2 separate regions of the Ovis aries genome follow, and region 1 is linked to region 2. Evidence: chromatin contacts called from public Hi-C data. All regions are on one chromosome and are shown on one strand. Each heading gives the region's core, a stretch centred on a gene start, on an enhancer-like site or on the middle of the called end of the contact. The rest is flanking DNA. Distances are from core to core; before and after follow the strand shown. Region 1 holds the start of LAMP2 (lysosomal associated membrane protein 2). Region 2 holds the start of ZBTB33 (zinc finger and BTB domain containing 33).

Region 1 (3,755 bases), core at 857-3,356, 200 kb after region 2:
GGCTGCACATTACATTTGAGCAAAGCTCCGTGGCCCCTTTCAAAAGGGCTAGAGGCTTTCCTGCACTAAATGCACAGCTAGATTCCCTTCTGGCATCAGGGCCCCTTTACTCTCTTATCCACTGAGGACCTCAAAGGGCTTTGTTTATGTGACTTATATCCATTGTTACTTGCTGTACTAGAAATTAAAACTAAAAAAAAAGGACTAAAACACGTCAGACCCATGAGGGTGGTGATGTCATCACACATTCTATAGCTTCTGGAAAACTCCACCGTACTGAGGAGCGGATGAGTGTGAAAAAGACAAATATCTTAATTTCAGTCTGGAAATAGTTTTCATCTGACAGGAACTTCCCCCCACCCCACCCCCAAAGATCCTTAAGAATCACTGGTCGATCCAGACCCCTTCCAACGCCACAGCTTTGGAGCCAGACTCCTCATCCTTTGGCACTCCTGACATTCTGAGATGGGTCATTCCTTATTGGGCGGGGGGGAGGGTGTGTGTGTGCTGTCCTGTGCCTTGTGGGATGTTTAGACGCACCACTGCCCTCTTCCCACTAGATGCCAAAAGCAATCCCCAGTGATAACAACCCAAAATGTCTCCAGACATTGCTAAATGCCTCTTGGGTGAGAATCCACCATTCCACGTGTTGACTTTATTCTTCTACTGAAATGTCAATTACAAAATGTGTGCCTCTCACTGCCCTTCCCCAGCCCCTAATGTATCTATTTCTTCTCTATTTCCATCTGAGTCTGCCCCTTCTGGTCTTTTATTAGGTCACAAACGGCAAGAATCAGGTAGTAACAAGCTCAGAATTTATCAGGACAGGAAGAAAATTCTGGTCAAAGTTCACCTTTCAGGTAGTTAAAGGCCTCGGGGACCTAAAGCGTTCTGGTCGGGGGGTGGGGGTGGGGCACGGGGCGCTCACAGCGCCAGGAGCCAGCCAGCCAGCCATTCTTAGGACCTAGTAAAAACCCGATCCTTAGAAAATGACCTGCCCTCCTCCTCCTCCTCGGAAAACCAGGCGGTAACAGGCCAGTTGTGTGAGAGAGAAGAAAAGGAGCTTCTGAACGTAAAGTGGCAGTGTACAAGACTCAGATACACCACCCGCAAAACCTCAATATCTGAGGACCTTTTTTTAATCAGTCTAGCTGGAAGGAAGTAATAAAACTGGTTTTAAAAAAATAAACAACTATGTCCTCAGCACTTCCAAGTCAGATATTCACTCCCCACCGAAGTTGGTATTCACCCGTTTTAGTCTCCAGAGATTGGGTACATCGAAGTTTTCTCGTCTGGAAATTGCCCCAGCCACCGTAGCTCCCCCTTCCCCATCAACACTCCAAGTACCAAACCCCAATTTATCTCTCTAGAACCACCCCTCCTCCACAGCGTTAAACTCCTGCCCCAACAAGCCTCTTATTGCTCCTCAGAATCTCCCCCTATCTGTCCCCCACCCCCCTTAACCCAAGCTTCTCCACGCAGGCAGTCCCCTTCCCTCCTCAGTTTCCTCTCCCGCCCCACAGGTTCCCACCATCTTCAAAACTCTTCCTTGATCCTAGGACCAGGACTCTAATTGTCCGTGCCACCCCAGAGACCGCACGTACCGCCCTCCCACGCTCACCTCTCCTTAGCATCGCCCCCAAGTTACTCTTTCCACCCCCAGTGCTCCACTCCTCACTCTTCCCTGCCTACTCCCTCGGCGTCCACCCCCACCCCTTGCTCTTTTTTATTCTCATGGGCCCTTGTCCCTCGCCATCCCTCAGTCGGGCCTTCGCTAGGTCACTGCTCATCACCTCGGGCCAAGCGCCAACGCCCAGTGTCTGTCATTCAGCCTCTCAACCCCCTCCCCTCCGGACCAGTCTTTCAGGTTACTGCCTCTGAACTGGGAGCCCCGGGCCCAGGATCAGGGACTAAGAAGAAGGGCCCGACAACTCACCCAGGACGAGGCAGAAGAGAAGGAACCCACAGCCCGGAACCGGGGCGAGGCGGAAGCACACCATGATCCCGGAGAGCAGGCGGCGGCGACAAGAGCAGCGACAGCAGGGAAAAGGCTCGCTGAAACCTGATAGGAGCGCTGATGACCACCGACCACAACGCTGCAAAAGCCAGGACTCGGCGCTTTCAGCGCGGGTCATAAGACCAGGGGCGGGGCTCTTTCTTGCCTTCAGCCAATCTGCGCGCTTGAAAGAGGCCCTAGGGGTGGTGATGCTTGGGCCCAGTGGGCGGGGTGACCACGCCCTGGCTTTTTGGTTCACAGTCATTTTTATGCTCCTAAGAGATGCGCGCGGACGGCCCTTTCTGAGGTTTTTTAAGGAGAGACGAACTTTTTTTGGGGGTGTAGCTAGTATAGATTATTTCAATTCTGACTCTTTGAGAATACTTTTGCTGGAGTAAAAATGGTTGCTAGGTATTGCAACGTCATACCTACAGAAATAAAACAGGATTATTCTCCAAACACCGTTGCCCATGCAGTTCATGTCATTAAAAGGACAAGGGAGCTAGAGGGTGATATGGAGTCAGTGAACACCAGAGCAGGCCTTGAAGTTCACCTAGTTACAACACCCTGTTTTTCAGATGGGGAAACTGAACTCAGAAAGAGGAAGAATCTTATTTAAATATAGAAAAACAATGAGGAAGAAATAGAAGGACAAGGGAAGAAAGGATCATCCATATTCCGAGTACACAGAAAGAGACACCATCCAACAAGCTGTTTTTCCTCTACCTATACACATGTAAATATTCTTTAGTTAGAATTCACGCTAAACACATTATTTAGTATAGTTGACAACTGAACAGATGAAACCCAAACTCTTCAACAAATGAAAGCATTCAAAAATTATAAAGATCTCAAATTGGGACAAAGCGTTGATTCTCAAATGTTAGTTTCCAAAAGTGTCATGTGGGGATTTTTAATAACATGTAGAATCCTCACCTCATTCCCCAGAGATTCTGAAACAGTAGGTCTGTGGCACTCCTAGGAATCAGTTCTTTTAACAAGAACTCCAAGTGATTCTGATTCCTATGGTTCCCAGACTACATTTCAAGTACCAGAAAATAGAGCTTCAAAATCATCTAGTCCCAGGAGATCTTAATCTGGTTCCAATGGATGAACTAGGGGTGGGGGATAGGTGTCTGTGAATCCCCCAAAATTACAGGCAAGATTTACATATGTGTATTTTTCTGAGGAAGTTGGTAGTTTTTACAATTTCTTAAGTAGGACCTATGACTTCTCACCCTAACACCCACTCCTGCTCCAATATTAAGATCTATTCCACCACTGTCCTTCGCTTGAATGTGATTAATTCCTGAAAGTGAGAACACTGAATGTGTTGTGTCATGAGTGAAACTAACTGCCCCATCAATAAGGCTAGGAAGCAGCTCTGTCCTGGAGAACCGGCAGCTGAGTTGAGCGCTCAGAAGTGCGCCCCCCGCCATTATTTTTATTTTTTTATTTTGGCTGTGCTGCATGGCATGCAGGCATGCAGAATCTTAATTCTCCGACCAGGTATCGAACCCGTGAGCCCTGCAGTGGAAGCACAGAATCTTAACCCCTGGACCTCCAGGGAAGCACACTGCCCCCCACCCCGCCCTGCTCAATCCTTAATGAAGGGACTCTGTCCCTTCTCCCTCAACTATAAACTGCCTAAATTTCATGTTCAGCGAAATGCTAAGAAGAGATAAAAGAGCATAGTGGAAAGAACACTGGGTGGTCATTCAGAAGAGTTGGGCATGAGATACCTCTGACTGACACCATG
Region 2 (3,448 bases), core at 280-2,779:
GGACATTTTCTCCAGGATTTTTGTAGGAAAGACGTGGAAGGATTCCAACTGAATGGTAAGTAAGTGCCAATTCAAGTTTTTGGAAACTGATGCAATATTATCCTGTATATATATATATATATATATATATATATATATATATTTTTTTTTTTAAAGAAAATGAACATAGTGAATGGCTCTAATTGTTGAAGAAAATGCTACTATTTTGGTTCCTTAGTTGAATATGATCAATAACCAGCCTGAAGGGAAATATTTGGCTCTTCAACCACCCATCCTGTCACTTCATTCATCATGGTACTCAGTCAGAAGTGGATTACCAGAGGAGTTTTTCAAATTACAAATCACTCATGTATTCATTCACTTAACAATTATTGAACACCTACTATGTGTGGACAGTAAAGCCCTCTGTGCAGGAAATGCTATGTAAATAAAAGTAACAAACACACACAATGCAAGTGTTACTATTTATCTTTCAAGATGCAGCTCTAATTCAGTTTGCTAGTTCCTTCTCTGTGTTCTGTATTTTGTCGATGTTTGTATACCTATCTACTGAGCTCTTTGAAAAGGTAGAGACCTTGGCTTATTCATTTTGTATTCCACACAGTCTAACATAAGATTTGGTGCAGATCAAACAGGTGGTCAGAAAAGAATAGTTGCAATGAAGGAATTAACAATATTGCATCATTCAGTATTCAGCTGAGAAGATAGTACTTACCCAAAAACTTATTTCTTCACAGTAGGTGTTAGAATGTGCTTGTTATCCTTCAACTTGAATTATAAATCATGACTTGACTCATTATGTTTGATTATATTCATTCTGATTATATGTCAAGGTGGTTTCAGTTTAGTCGCTCAGTCGTGTCCGACTCTTTGCGACCCTATGAATTGCAGCACGCCAGGCCTCCCTGTCCATCACCAACTCCCAGAGTTTACTCAAACTCGTGTCCATCAAGACAGTGATGCCATCCAACCATTTCATCCTCTCTCATCGGGTTCTCCTCCTGCCTTCAATCTTTCCCAGCATCAGAGTCTTTTCCAATGAATCAGTTGTTCGCATCGGTGGCCAAAATATTGGAGCTTCAGCTTCAGCATCAGTCCTTCCAGTGAATATTCAGGACTGATTTCCTTTAGGATTGGTTTATCATCTAACAACAAGCTATTAAATAAGGCAGTTTCGAACTTTCAAAAGAAATGAAACCTTATTAGTCTCTCGAAGTTTTTACGCCCTAGAAGCTTACACGGAACGTAGAGGAAAGGGACGAGTATCCCTCGCATCCCAACCGTTATTGCCGCGTTACCCCATCTTTCCCTTTCCTTTTCCTTTTTCCCACCCTTTCGCCCTCCGGAAGGGGCCGAGCGCTCCCGGCGCTTCCCAGTCTTCCTCCGCCCCTTGCGGAAGGAGCCGAAGGCGGAGCGGGGCCCCGAAGTGGGACGGCCTAGCGCTCGGGCCTCTCCGGAAAGAGCCGAACCGCGCTCGGAAGAGGAGGGCTCCTTCGTCTTCGGCGTCTCGCCCCCGCGCGGTGCCCTCTGTCGGCGGCGTGAGGCAGCTGTGGCAGCGGTGGCGGCGGGAGGCGGTAGCCGCGTCGACGTTGACCAAGACTGGAGCGACGTTTAAAGAAGGAGCCGAATCGCCGCAGAGTCCGGCTTCTGACTGTTGGAGGATTCCCACCCTTCCGCGCGGGCCGACGACGAGAAGCGGCGGCGCCGGGAAGCAGGTGAGGAACCGGCTGCGACCCGTGAGGGGGCGAGGGAGCGCGCCGGCTTCCTCCGTCTCTGGGCCGCGCCTGCCTTCGCTTTCTCCTCACTTGAACCAGGAAGCGGCGGAGTCGGAGGCTCCGCTCCTCCGGCCCTTTTCTTTGTGTGGGCTCGGGAGCGAAGGAGGGGACGAACCGGGAGGGCCGAGGCGCGGTCTCCTCCGCCGTCAGGGGCCGTCAGGGCCCGGGGTAGGCCCGGAGCTTGGGGAGCCCACCGCGGAGAACCACTCGGCGTTTTCCACGGCCCTCGCCTGCCTTTTTGCGCCAGTTCCCCCTCCTCACCCCGACTTTGATTTAGAGCTTTTCGGCCAGGCCCATCCTCCCCTTCCCAGGGCATAACAATGCCGCCTGCTTGGCCACATCCCCTCCCAACACCCCACCCTCCGCTTCGCCACCTTCTACTTTCCCTGGCCGGCCGCCTCGCCCGACTACCCCCGCCCTGACCGTGCTGGCCGGCCTTCCTTCTGTATTTGCAAGAAACTGCTTTTCCACGTGAATCCGGGTTGAAAACCTCGGTTGCAGCCGGCCGGGTGTGAATGGGGAAGAGGGGGTGGACAGAGGGAGATGGGGTTCAGCTGCCGCGTGTAGGTTGTTTCACTCTTGCGGGTGGCGTCTCTCTTTTCCAACGTCACCTGCCCTCGGTCAAGGATTTGTCTCACGGGCGTGCAGAATGGCTTTTCCACGGTCAGGTCGCGGATCTGGGGTTGGGATGGGTTCAGACCGATTTGTGCTGATCCTGGGTCCAACTGGACGGGAAAGACAAAATGAAACAACAAAATGAAACCAAGTCCTGGTGTCACCTGGACGCATACATTGAAATCCTTGCCCCGTTGGGAAAACCCATTTGCAAAGGACAAAAGTAGTGGGACCGTATTCAGAAAACCTGTCTATCCACTGAAAAGTGACTTGTGTCGAAATGCCCGTATTTCGGAAGCGCTGGTAGCTGGCTCACTGTCCAAAGGTCACCCTTTCTGATGAATGCTTTTATGGTAACCTGAAATTCCCTGGTACTGTTAACAAGCAATGCCTTATAACATGATGTTTTAAATCCTTGATTTCTAGACTTTTCTCCTATTTTTGTCTTTAAGCTATAATTTTGAAAAAATTAGAAGATATTTGAGACGCCCTGCCTTCCACATGTGTATAACTTAAGCACTGTGACAGTTGTACTATTTTGGTAACTCTAAACGGAAAGAATATATACTAGCAATAGAAGTGTCTCTTTACCAAAAGTACTTACCAACTAATTTTAAATTATATATACATGTATCATTTTATGTATTTAAATTTTTACTAGAAATCTCTTCTGTGAAGTGCTGAAAATTGTTTAGAGGGTGGTACACAGCAATACTATTTGTTGACATTCCTTCTCCTTTTCTAGAGTGATGTCTGGTCTGAAGTTTTCACTAAATCATTCTGTGTGAAGAAAATTCTCATATCAGTGCTCATAATTCTTTCCCAACAAAATGAAATGTTTTGTGTTTTCACCCATTTGAGCTTTAAGAAATGGTAAACTTTTCCCTTGTTTTGTTTTTCACAATAGCATTTGTTGACTTCATTTGACATTCTAACATTCCATCTCTGGAGATTGTGGGGAGTAGACAGGTGAGGGGAAGAAGAAAAGAGGAGAGGGTAAAAAGGTGTTTCATAGTTTATCTAGATGAAGCATCCCTGTTAAAATAAGAACATAAAAA

Evidence for each region. A called contact is a pair of places that touch in the nucleus more often than the background predicts.
Region 1: a Hi-C map of hypothalamus shows a contact between it and region 2, with 2.5 times the contacts expected there. The contact joins the promoter of LAMP2 here to the promoter of ZBTB33 in region 2. A contact is called at or near these places in 2 of 16 Hi-C or Micro-C datasets (hypothalamus and skin fibroblasts).

Annotation. Positions count from the first base shown.
Region 1 is chrX:104,796,075-104,799,829 of ARS-UI_Ramb_v3.0, forward strand. LAMP2 (lysosomal associated membrane protein 2) reads right to left here and starts at 2,107. Exons shown (of 9, transcript XM_042241660.2): 1 at 1,937-2,107. The coding sequence starts at 2,000.
Region 2 is chrX:104,594,482-104,597,929 of ARS-UI_Ramb_v3.0, forward strand. It overlaps ZBTB33 (zinc finger and BTB domain containing 33), which reads left to right and starts at 1,530. Exons shown (of 2, transcript XM_004022345.5): 1 at 1,530-1,715.